Linked DNA regions of Mus musculus: all the other regions are linked to region 1. Evidence: chromatin contacts called from public HiChIP or PLAC-seq data. All regions are on one chromosome and are shown on one strand. Each heading gives the region's core, a stretch centred on a gene start, on an enhancer-like site or on the middle of the called end of the contact. The rest is flanking DNA. Distances are from core to core; before and after follow the strand shown. Region 1 holds the start of Meak7 (MTOR associated protein, eak-7 homolog). Region 2 overlaps Atp2c2 (ATPase, Ca++ transporting, type 2C, member 2). Region 3 overlaps Cotl1 (coactosin-like 1 (Dictyostelium)).

Region 1 (3,869 bases), core at 603-3,102:
AGCTCCAAAAATCCAAACCCACAGAGCATTCCCTTCTCTGGAAATGACTGCCAACCCACCATGTCATGTTACAATGGAAAGAGCCCTCAGTTTGGCACCAGGACTGCCTCTGTCCCAGCTGTGTGTTCCTGGGAAAATCACTTAACCGCTCTGAACCCTAACTCAGCATAGGGCCCTGGCTTCCCATTATGAAAGGCCTGGAAAGGTGGTTGAGCCGTGACAGGGAAAGTAGCATGCTTGGATGAACTCTCAACCCTAGACATCCAATTGGATCTTTATAACCTAACTGGTTTCTTGCTAGAAGCCCCTGAACCTCAGCTCCTCTCCATGTCACTCGCCCAACCTGCAGCATATATCCACAGCCACACCTCCGTCCTACCCTCTCCCCTTAGTTTATACATGCCAGGTGGGAACTGAATGAAGGAGTAGGCACTAAGGGGAGGAAAGGAGCCTGACACATTTTCATATGTCACAGACTGGTGACCCATGATGCCCTGGAGGACTCAAAGGCTGTCCTGGCTGCCTCAGCCTCACTCCTCCATGATGGCCCTTGTAGCCCAACTTCAGCTCGAGGCTCTGCCCACTGACTGGTCGTTTTCCTAGGGGCTCATAGGAGGGTGGTGGTGGGGGATCAAGTCAATTCAAGGTGTCTTGGTGTTAAGATGGCCGTGGAATGTTGGGAACAAACGCTAGGTGGAGCTTGGCTGAGCGAAAGGCAGATGGCTTCTGGTGGACATGTGACTTCAATCCACTAGGGGGAGCTAGCTGCCCGTTTTCTTTTGCTGTCTCTCTTCTACTCGCCTTTTCAAAACTTCCACTCTCTGTATCCCAGGCTGGCCTGGAACTCACTGTGTAGACCAGGCTGGCCACAAACTTGCAGCAATGCCCCTGTCTAAGCCTCTTGAAGTGCTGAGATTACAGGTGTATGCCACTACACTCAGCCGGGCTGGTGTCACAATAATTAAATAATAATACTAATAATACTAATAATAATGTGTGGTGTTTTGCTTTATGTGCACCGTGTGTGCAATGTCTCTGGAGGCCAGAAGAGGGCGTCGGATCCCCTGGAACTGGAGTTACAAGCAGGCCTGAGCTGAAGTGTGGGTTCACCTGTGTCCTCTGTTAGAGCAGCAAGTGTTCTTAAGGACTCTGCCACCTCTCCGGCCTCTGGTGTCATTTTTCCAGCTACAATTTCAGACAGCAGCTTCTGTTACTTTGGGGGGTTGGGAGGAGTTCCTCTGTGCCACTCGGACGGTGGGGTTTGCAGGCAGCGACAGTGGGTTCGTCTCTGCTGAGAATTCTGGGACCTACCTCTGTTGTGTCTGTCTCCGACACCAGAAAAGGCCCGGTAGGGCTGATAGCAAGCTATCCCACTCCTGGGGACAAGACCGGCCGGCATCTGCTTCTGTGTGTCAAGTGCTCTATTGGCTAACGCAATGGACTTCAGGAGGTAAGGAGGTCAGATTTTCCACCCTAGTTCTGGGGGGCGAGTCCCAGCTCAGGCCTTCTGTTCACAGTGCCCCTGTTCCCAGCCTCCCACATTGCTCCCTTCTATCCGCTCCCTGCATTTAAACCCCCTGATCCGCTTCCAGCCCTTCAGCAGCTTCCTAGCACCTCCTAAAGCCCAAGTTCTCCTTCAGCCTTTGCAGAACCTGAGCAACTGTCAACCATCCCCAAGTGTTCCGCTGTTACAGGCTCAGTTCTTCGATCCCAGGCTCCGCCCACTCCCCGTGAACTACAATCCCATTGGTTAAGATCTGACTCGGGCTCCACCTCTCAGTAGCCCTTTTCCAATTGGTGCTCATGACCGTCCGTCAGCGCCGTTGCTAGGGAAAGGGCTGGGCGACCCGGGCAACCTTGCTGCCCAGGACGTACCGGAAGGAGCTCGGTCCCTGTAGACCAAGGCTGGTGAGCCGGAGGGAGGGAGCCCGGGCGAGGCTGGGCATAGCTCAAGGAAGGAAGGAAGACCTTCGGGGTGGCCTGAGCAGCCCCCAAGGAAGCTACTGTCTCAGGCTACTGTCAGAGAAGCAGAGAGTGCCTGGGATGGGGTGAAGCTGGGCTCTGAAGGGATCCGTGGGCCTGCCTTGTTTTCCGAGACGAACCCAATAGAGTTCCTTCAGAGGCAAGCTCAAAACCAATTTAGGGGGAGGCGAGGAAGGTGCCCTGGCCTGCACTCCTGAGGGGGGCTGGGACAGATGGAGGGCTGCCAGCTGCAGACCCAGTAGGCTCCAGGACTTGGACATGGGCTTGGTGTGGCTGTTCTGATGGGGTGTTGACCCCAGGAACCAGACAGTGTGTCACGATCTCTTGGAGGCCCCATGGGAAATTGTCCGAGGCACACTCCAGCCTGCCACCAGGAGCTTGGGGCTGCAAAGAGCTGGCTCGCCACATTCTTCGTGACACAAGGAGCCCTTTTTATTCTCCAGGGTCCATCTGTGTTTGTCTTTGGTTTCTGGAAAGCAGAACCAGGTGGCGATGTTAAACGATTCACCCAAGCTTATTAAAGCACGGCAAGCTAAACTCCTTTTAAGACCATGGGTTAGTGACTTGGTGATGGGACTTCACTGTTGGGGAGAGGGCCCCCTCCCGAAATGGATCACCTGGTTGGGGGGAGGAGGAAGGACGTGTTTAGCTATTAGGGGCAGTAGAGTGTTGAGGATAGACTGTTGCGGAGACTGGAATGTTCAAGGAAGCTCACTGGTGGGTTCAGGAGACTTGGATCTGGTCGGGCAAAGGCTTCCCCTTGATTGTGCCCAGGTGGGAAAGCCCATTGTTATACAAAAACTGTCTGGAATGGCCACCTGTGTATGGATTGAGACTGTAGAGCTCATAGGCCCTGTGTGGAGAATGGTCAGGGCTGTGGGTGACCTTTAAAGGGTCTCTCCACATCCCCCCCACCCCCCCACCCCCGCTTTCTGATAAGAAAAATGGCTTTGATCCTTGGCAAGTGTCTCTTTTGGGTCACAAGGCTGATACTCACTGCTACAAGTGACCTTACAGTCACTGAAAGATGTCTTCACCTAAGAAAGGTGGACATAGTTGCCAGGGGAAAGCTACCCCATGGACCAAGGTGTCCCCATGGAGGACAGAACCTGCCCCTGACACATGCAAGACCTTTCTCCGGGAAGCTGACAGATTGCTGGCCCCATGACAGAGCTTGCAGCCTAAAGGGAGAGCATGGGCCCCCCCGAGAATCATTCTTGCTGCAGCTGTGTGGAGACAGGCGGCCTTCCAGCTGTAGCGGCTGGGCTGGTACAGGGTGAAGAGCCATATTCTCAAGGTCTCTCCCCAGTCCTCCCTGAGCTGTGGGCTCCAAACCTGCCCTTCCCCTCCCCCTGCCTTCCTCACAGAGCAGCCAAGCTCTGGCTCTGTCCTGGCATCTGGTCCTGTCCTGTACTGCCCCTGGCTTGTTTACCATTCAAGGCTTGGTGTTTAGCATTTACTTTCTCAATCAATCTCTGCCCCCTCCACTGCTGTGGCTTAGTACTAGCAGGCCGTGGGGTATGCAGCTGGCATCACTGTGCAGGGGTGGTTCGTGCATAGTGGGGCAGGTAGTGCTGACCATGGGGATCTCGTGGGGTCAGGGTGGATTTAAGCCCTTGGGGGCTACTTAGGACCTGGTCGTGAATTAGCACTAGGAAACCCACAAAATGGAAGGAGAGGATGGCATCTACCTTTTCTGTCACTGTGACCAAACACCTAACAGAAGCTATTTCAGAGGGAAAAGATTGATTTTTGGCTCACAGTTTGAGGGTACAGCTTATCCCAGAGGGGAAAGGATGGAAGTAGGAGCGTGAGGCAGCTGGTCACACTGCACCCACAGTCAGGAAGCAGAGAGAGAGAGAGAGAGAGAGAGAGAGAGAGAGAGA
Region 2 (3,869 bases), core at 877-3,376, 59 kb after region 1:
AGAAGGATGTCCTGCCCCTACCTGATCCAGGTATTTCTTCCACACGGGCTCAGCGTTATCTGTGACAAACTCGTTCCACCCATGGACCAGCCTGCGCTGGGCCACTGCAAATTCTGACAGGCCGCTGTCCAGGTCCACCTAAAAGGAGATAGGAATGTAGGGTGAACACACAGTCAGACCCAGAGAGGACCAAAGAGCGAAGTCACAGGTGCCTGGTGAGAGCCGGCATCTTCTGGGGGGCTGGGAGGGGGAGTAGGAAAATGGGCTTGTCCCTGCAGGAGAAGACACTTGAAGGAAGGGCATCTCCCCTGCACATCCAGCACATAAGATCTCATGGCTCTCTGCCAGGTCTCAACTCTAAGGGAAATGTCCTCATTGACCAGGTCTCTCCTAAACAATCAGGCTGATTCTATTCACACACACACACACACACACACACACACACACACACACACACAAGGGCTTCACACCCATTTCCCCCACCTTCCTCTTGCTCAGCTTCAAAGGATGCTAAAAGCATATCCCTCTTCTGCATATCATATCACTCCCCCTGCGTTACAGACCCACCAAATCCGATGCCCTCTGGCAAATGGATGTCACCCACGTTCCCCAATTGGGCTGCCAAAAAATACATCTTCATCACTGTTGACACAAACTTTCATTTCATACAGGCTACAGGCCAGTATGAAATGTCACTGCCAGTCAGGCTCTGGTTCAGTATCAAACCATTCCTAACACAGGCGTTGACTATGACGATACTGCTCCTTTATAAAACAAACAGGAGGGGCTGTGAGACCCTAATGGCCTAGGGTTACAGAGGAAGGGTCGAGAGAACTTCAACAATGGATATCTCAAACATGAGGCTGCCAGGAGTTGGCCATCTGCCTCCTCCCAACCTGACACCATAAACCCGGCTCCCTGACCATCAACTCTTGTAAGAATTTATTACCCTGCCAGTTACCTGGCTTCACTACCTTGTTTAACCTTAAAAGGTTCCCCTCCCCACCACCTACAAGCCCCTGAGAATGTAGATGAAGCATCTTCAAACACCCCTGCCAGCGGTACACAGCCACACAGACCTGGCCCCAGAGACCCCGACCACCTCTTCACGGGCATAAATAATACCATATCCCTCAATAAGTGGAGCCAGTTCTCCGAAGCTGTTCCCAGGTGTTGTTCATTACCCCTCCCCCCACACACTGCTTACTGTAATCCTGCCCTGCGCTCACCCACACCTGGCTAGGCTTCCCTCCCTCCAGTCCAGCTTGGTGTGCCATGGCCTGTCTACCCCAAAAGGGAAGCAGACACTGGGCACCTATGCATGTATGTACAAATCCCCATACATGTACACTTACATACATCCCAATACCCATGCATAGGATCATATCTGCCCATGTAATACATATATGCATGCACATACACTTCTGTACACACATGCAGTTCATACATATGTGCATGCACACAACATACCAACACACACACACGTATACACACAAACATGCGTGCACATGTGTGCACACACGAGTGTCACCAGTCTGCCTGGTGTTCCAAGTAACATAAGCTAAAGATATGATGTTGGCTCCATCCGGATGTCCCAGAGGTTGGACTCCTAGGCCAGAGTTGGTACCTCTCCTACACTGCTCACAAATTCTGCATCCCTCAGACACTCGTGAGAATTTGATGTCTGTAGTTGGCATCTCCGAGCCAAAAAAGATAAAGAGTGAGAGGCAGGTGTGGCGGAGAGCTTGAGCCCCGATGACAAGAGGCTGGAGGAAGCAAGGCTGAGCAGTTTCCTAACAGCGTTGGTCTCTGTGTCATTGCCAAAGGAGCAGTGGGTGGAAGGACTCCTGGCTGCAGATGCAGTGTGACCAGATGCCTCACGCTCTGTCTCTGTGTCTATACTTTATCTGGAACTGTGAGTCAGCATAGCCCCTCCTGTAAGCTGCTCTTGGAAGGTGTTTTGGTAAGGACAATGATAAAAGGAATAGATACAGTTACGAAATTCTTACATGGAAGGCTCTGGCCAGCTCCTCTCTGCTGCATTTGCAAGCTTCCCCGGGCGGCAGAGCAGCGACGGTCTTTTCTCTCTCGATAGCTTTCAGCTCGCACTGTTCATCAATCTGTGGAGAGAACAGCGTGGCGGGTGAGCACAGGACATCTTGCTAGGAGGGCTCTGGTAAAGCAGGGCACACATATGCAAAGTGAGTATTCATCCAATACAGCCGCCAACCCACGTCTGCTTCTACATCAGGAGACAGGCAGCTTCAGTCCCCAATCTCCCTCTCCAACCACCCAAAGTAGTTTTTCCAACGTGAGCTCTACAGAGACAGCCGTGTGCCCAGCATCTTCTGCCCGTGCTTTCTCTCCACATTGGTGACAGTGTGCAGGATGACTGCTCTTTCTACAGGTGCTCAGATCTCCTCAGCACGGATAGATTCAGCTCCCAGCCATTCTGCTAGGGGCAGGCGGGGTTTCTTTATAGTCATTGGCTATTACTGGCACGTCTGTCTGGAAATAACCTTTGTCTGTTGTTATTATCATGTTTCTGTGTGTATGGTATGTGTGTGATAGTGTTGTATGAGTACGTGTGGTGTTGTATGTATGCGCAGTATGCGGATGGTATGTTATTATATTCTAGTGTGTGTATGGTATGTGTGTGGTGGTGGTGTATGAGTACGCGTGTTGTTGTTTGTGTGTATGGTGTGTGTATGGTATGTTTTCATTATTATATTCTAGTGTGTGTATGGTATGTATGTGGTAGCATTGTATGACTATGTATGTTGTTGTATGTGTGTATGGTATATGTATGGCGGGTTGTTATATTTTAGGGTGTGTATGGTATGTGGGTGGTGTTATGTATGTGTTCTGTGCACATACATATGGTCAACATGTATGTGTATAGTATGTGCATATATGTAGTTAACATGTGGGATTTTCATCATTGTGTTCAGGTTTTTTTTAAGAGACAGGGTCTCTCACTGAACCAAGGATTCACCTGTTGGCAAAACTAGCTGGCCCCTGAACCCTGAGACTCCACCTGGCTCTGCACACTGGTGCCCGGGTTAGGTTACAGATGTATTCCACATGTGTACTACCATACTCATGTCTGTGTGGGCCTGGGGACCATGCTCAGATCCTCATGTCTGTGCATCAGAGCACTTTGCCGTCTCAATGATCTGACCAGCTGCATGAAACAACCTCTTTAGCAGGGTTAGGGTGACATTTGACATGACCTCACGGTGGGAATCCAGGTTAAGCATAAACTGTAGAGAGTGCCCCCTGTGGCAATATGTGGTATCACACCCTAGTTCTACAAGCTTTTCTAAATAATTCCAGGAAACGGGTAGAGGCCACCTGTTAGGTTCTCCAGGGCTGAGATCTGTGCCCAGACCCCAAGGCACATCAAATGCCCAGAGGCCCGGGACACTGCGACAACAGACAGACCTCAGCGCCAGGGCACATCAAGATGTTTACAGCGCTCTTCCCAGAATGCTGACACGGGGACATGATATCATCTCTTCCTTCTCAGGCCGTCACTGGGAACTGGGAAGGAGGAAGGGAAGAGGTGGTGGCATCTTCCTTCAGCTGAGGTGGAATCCAAGTTCCTCGTCCTTTCTCTCCAAGGCAGCACCCCAAGCAAGAGTTAGCACCTGACAGCCCATTTGTTATAGGGACCAGCAACCACATTCACCTCTGGGATTCTGCGTCTGGTATCAGAAACCAGAGCCTGGCGGTAAGGACACAGCTCCTCGCCAGGCTCTGTGGTCCCCGGAATGCCTCCATGCCAATAATGAGCTTGGTGCAGATTCCCTCTACAGAGAAATATGTGCCACTGGACTGTTGGCTCTAGTCCTGCAGTGCCCATCCAA
Region 3 (3,869 bases), core at 454-2,953, 35 kb before region 1:
TCAGGCCTTTTGTTGGGGCGGGGGCCTGTTTGCCTGCCTGAGCTGCCTCTTCCAATTTCCCAGATGGGGAGGGACTGCCCTTGGAATAGCAGGAAAGAGGACCCTCAGCGTTGTCTCCAGGGCTGTCCATAGGTCACTTGAGACCATAAATGAGCTTGGATGGAAACTGGTAAACTCATTTAGAAAGATGTATAGGGAAGGGCTGGATCATAGGTATGGGAGATGCAGAAGGTTCCTGGAGTCAGGTAGGGTGTGGGGATAGGTGTTAGCTAAAGACTGGGAGTGACTGCCATTGGTCCAACCACATGAAGTCCTCACCGTGGTCCAAGGGGTAGGAATGATTTCCTAGGCTTTACCATATTCCTGCTGGGGGGGATGTGAGTCTGCACACACCCCTGACTTCAGCTGGGCAGTGTGGTCTCTTGTGGGGTGAGGAGAACAGAGCCAGGTTCATCAGCCCCGAGCCAGGCTCGTGGCGAGCAAGGCCGCAGTCTGACTGATTGTTGATGAGAGACATCAGCCCGTAGCGAAGACCCAGGCTCTGTCTCGGAACCACAGTATGGCTTGGGCTCCAGTGGCCTCAGAAATGCTAGCTGCCTGCCTTGGTCACTTGGAGGGAAAACCATTCAACCCAAGATGAGGGACTCTTGATTCTGCCTTCTAACTTTGAGGTTCCCCAGAACAGCAGGAGTGGAAGGTCGTGACCTGGGGGGTGGGGATGGGGAGGCTGGAACGTGTGATCGGCACCCCCACACTGCTCTCCCACAGTAATAGTCCCAGAGGATCCGTCTCTGGCCTCTGCAGGCAGCAACTATAAAAAACGAATCTGCAGACAAAGTTGTCTTCTGTGGCAGCAGAGAGGAGAGAATGTCCCGTGTGGCTGACCCCACGTGGCTGTTCTGTCAACTTTGGAGACTTGGAAGCATTCGCTTCATGGCGATTTGGTTTTAAATGTGCCTCAAGGTTCGAGGTGTTTTTTTTTTTTTTTTAAGTTTGGGACAGTGAATATGTGTGCACGTACGTGGTGTATCTCTGGTAGAGTATAGACGATTTTGCCTATTTACATTTCTTGCTCTGTACCATTCACTAGTCTGATCTCCTTTTTGAGACGGAGTCACATGTACTAACTTTGTGTGGGGATTTGTGCACACCACAGCAGCATGTGGAGTCTGGACAGCGTGCAGGGGCTGGCCTCTCCTTTCATGGGGGGGGGGGGGGGGCGGGGCAGGGCGGGGATCTGAGATCATCAGGCTTCGAGACGAGTGCCTTTACCTTCTGAGCCATCTCCCCACCCAGTCTCGAATTTCTGATCCTCTTCTCTCTGGGATTACAGGCCTGCGCCAACACGCCAGGTTTATGAAGTGCTGGGGCTTGAACCCAGGGCTCTGTGCACGCTAGGCATGCCCTCCGCCAGCTGAGCCACGTGCACAGCCCCTGTTTGTTTGTTGAGACAGAGTTTTGCTATGTAACACAAACTGGCTTCAGACTGGTGGGCAGTCAGTCTCCTGCTCTCTGGGCTTGCATCCCACACTGCCTGGTTGTAGTGTGACCACGGGACAGCTCTTGTGGTTTTAGCCATAGCTGCACCCAGCCCTTAGAACTTCCCTTTAGATTTCTTAGTCCTTATCTTGTCTTCCTAAACTCTTGTTCCTGACCCAGACTTCAGGTTCTTCTTTACATTGCCATATAAGGCTGTCAAACAAGCAGAGGACTTTGAACTTCCTCTTAGGCTTCTTGCCCCATTGACTTCCTTGCTGGGGCACCCGCGCCCCTCCCCCGTGCCGCTGGCCTGGGAGTTGAGACACAACTCTCTATTCTCTTTCCAGACCTGGGGTCCACTGCCTTCCATGGTCTGGGTCACATGCATAAGCTTAGCAGTGCTGGCCCTGGGGCTGCTGGGAAGGGTCTTTGAATTTGGGGCTGCATAAGGCTGTCTCAGCTCTGCCCCCAGGGCCTTATCGTAACCTGGTAAAAGGCTAATGTATTGAGGGTGGATTCAGTCAGATTGTGTGAGGCTTGCCTCTCTTGGCAAATATTAACCCCTCCTCCATATCCTGCCATGTCTTGGTGGCCTTGCTCATGGTATCTAGGAAGCCGAGAACGTGATCTTTCTGGTGCTATGGCGACTTTGCTGATTTTGGTTTTTATTGATGTAAAATCCATTTAATGTAAAAGTAAGCTCTTTAACCACCCCTCCCTAGTTCCAAAGCATTTTGCTCCCTTTCTTGATATCTACATATAGTAGTTGGGGGTGAGGACAGTGCTGGGGCTTGAACCCGCGCCCTCCTGCCTGCTAAGGTAAGCACTGAACTGAGCCACACTCCTGCTCTGAGGCTGTAGTCCCAGGTCTGTGACCTTGGGCAGGCATTGTGGTCTTCAGACTCTGTCTTGTTTGTAAAAGAAAAATAATCTTGATTGTCTTTGAGAATTTTTATCTTTTGGTTTTTCGAGACAGGGTTTCTTGTGTAGCCCTGGCTGTCCTGGAACTCGCTCTGTAGACCAGGCTGGCCTCGAATCCCAGAGAGCCACCTGTCTTTGCCTCCTGAGTGCTGGGACTAAAGGCATATGCCACCAGTTCCTGGTGTCTTTTGGAATCTGAAAAGCTGCCATTGGGCTGGTGTGGGGCAGAGTGAGCTGCTCTTCTGACCCCTGCTGGCTTGCAGTCACCTCCACGAACTGTGCAGTTTTACCACAATGCGTCTTAGATGACATCTGCCGTTTCCTGTTTTGTCTCCCACCCCTGGTCACCTCTGGTCTGCTTTCTCTGTGGATTTGCCTTTTTTGGACATTTCCTGTCAGAGGAACCAGACAGTGGGTGGCTCTTCATGTCTGTCTGTTTTTGCCCATGTTCAGGGATTTGTTCGCCCATGTTGCACCGGGCATTAGAATTTCATCGATGACTAATTAATGCGTCACCATTTGGAACGTCCATGCATTGAGGGTCTGCCTTACCCTCTCTTCTCATCTGATGGCTAGCTACCTGGGGTGCTTGGCTGTTTGGGGTGAATCACGTAGCTGTGAAGTCTGGGCATGTGTGTCTGTGCCCGGGTGATTTCATTTCTCTCAGGCAGAGCTTTCAGTGTCCAGCCCTAGGGTCATAGTTGCAGTTTTCCATATTTTGACACTGTAGCTTGGTCTCAGTACCACAGCACAGTGTGTGTGTGTGTGTGTGTGTGTGTGTGTGTGTGTGTGTGTGTGTAGCGATTATGGTGTCATAGGCCTGGGGATGTTGCTCAGTGGTAGAGTGCTTGCTTGCCTAAGACTAGGGCCTGAGCTCCTTCTCCTAGTACTGATGCAGGTGTGGGAGTACGATGTGCAGTGTTGAGGAGCATGCCTGTGGGGTGTGTGTGTGTGTGTGTGTGTGCGCGTGTGTGTACCTCTTACCGTACAGGCTTTTGTTGGCCTTAAATTTCTATTATCTGAGGCTGGCTATGAACTCCCACGCCTCCTGCCTCCATCTCCCTAGTACTGGCTTTACAGGTAGGTATGCCACCCTCGGCTCTTTTATGTGGATAATTTCCCAACCTTTGGACTCGTGTGCATCCTGCAGCTTTCTTTGTCTTCCCTTGAGATTTTCTTGGTTTTTATTGTGCCTCATAATCCGCATATAAAATGACGTAATTCTCACGGTTCAGTGTTGCCTGATAAGATACCTCCTGCTTCACATTCTCACGTGGGCCAGGCCCTGGGCTCATCTGATCAAAGCCTAAAGTCCTAAGAAGTGACCACAGTAGCAGTGTGTTTCCCAACTAGAGCTGGGCGCGTTTGTGGAATGAACGCCACTAATTCCCTGCGCACCTGCCTAAAACTTAACTAGGTTGGGAAGGCTAGGGTACCCACTGGTAACTCTGGCCTAATAATGGCTGAGG

The links. HiChIP or PLAC-seq counts read pairs in DNA pulled down with a chosen protein or histone mark.
Region 2: an H3K4me3 HiChIP or PLAC-seq map of bone marrow-derived macrophages shows a contact between it and region 1, with 2.5 times the contacts expected there. The contact joins the enhancer-like site here to the promoter of Meak7 in region 1. A contact is called at or near these places in 9 of 39 promoter capture datasets (the C10 cell line, the HPC-7 cell line, Sertoli cells and 6 more), 6 of 15 datasets of contacts at CTCF or cohesin (the NIH/3T3 cell line, hippocampal excitatory neurons, large pre-B cells and 2 more), 81 of 484 Hi-C or Micro-C datasets (the 63-12 cell line, the AML12 cell line, B cells and 58 more), 29 of 115 datasets of contacts at active chromatin or transcription factors (the 230-238 cell line, the SCID.adh cell line, T-cell acute lymphoblastic leukemia and 20 more) and 4 of 9 other capture datasets (adipose tissue, liver, macrophages and 1 more).
Region 3: a contact with region 1 is called in an H3K27ac HiChIP or PLAC-seq map of the HPC-7 cell line, with 6 times the contacts expected there. The contact joins the enhancer-like site here to the promoter of Meak7 in region 1. A contact is called at or near these places in 2 of 39 promoter capture datasets (embryonic stem cells and liver), 2 of 15 datasets of contacts at CTCF or cohesin (CD8 T cells and embryonic stem cells), 24 of 484 Hi-C or Micro-C datasets (CD4 T cells, CD8 T cells, the N1E-115 cell line and 16 more), 14 of 115 datasets of contacts at active chromatin or transcription factors (CD8 T cells, the HPC-7 cell line, the SCID.adh cell line and 9 more) and 3 of 9 other capture datasets (adipose tissue, liver and pancreatic islet).

The regions. Positions count from the first base shown.
Region 1 is chr8:119,776,399-119,780,267 of GRCm38.p6, reverse strand. Meak7 (MTOR associated protein, eak-7 homolog) reads left to right here and starts at 1,852. Exons shown (of 8, transcript NM_028883.2): 1 at 1,852-1,908.
Region 2 is chr8:119,717,443-119,721,311 of GRCm38.p6, reverse strand. It overlaps Atp2c2 (ATPase, Ca++ transporting, type 2C, member 2), which reads right to left. Exons shown (of 27, transcript NM_026922.1): 2 at 2,010-2,120; 3 at 22-138. Among named protein-coding and RNA genes, the nearest start is that of Atp2c2, 19 kb to the right of the region's middle. Within about 2 kb of position 2,126, at least 22 of the 459 cell types and tissues checked have an H3K27ac peak or open chromatin away from gene starts, as enhancers often do. A contact at or near this core is called in bone marrow-derived macrophages, cerebral cortex, erythroblasts and 2 more, where this site is marked.
Region 3 is chr8:119,810,950-119,814,818 of GRCm38.p6, reverse strand. All of the region lies in intron 3 of Cotl1 (coactosin-like 1 (Dictyostelium)), which reads left to right. Among named protein-coding and RNA genes, the nearest start is that of Cotl1, 28 kb to the left of the region's middle. Within about 2 kb of position 1,703, at least 163 of the 459 cell types and tissues checked have an H3K27ac peak or open chromatin away from gene starts, as enhancers often do. A contact at or near this core is called in CD8 T cells, the HPC-7 cell line, the SCID.adh cell line and 16 more, where this site is marked.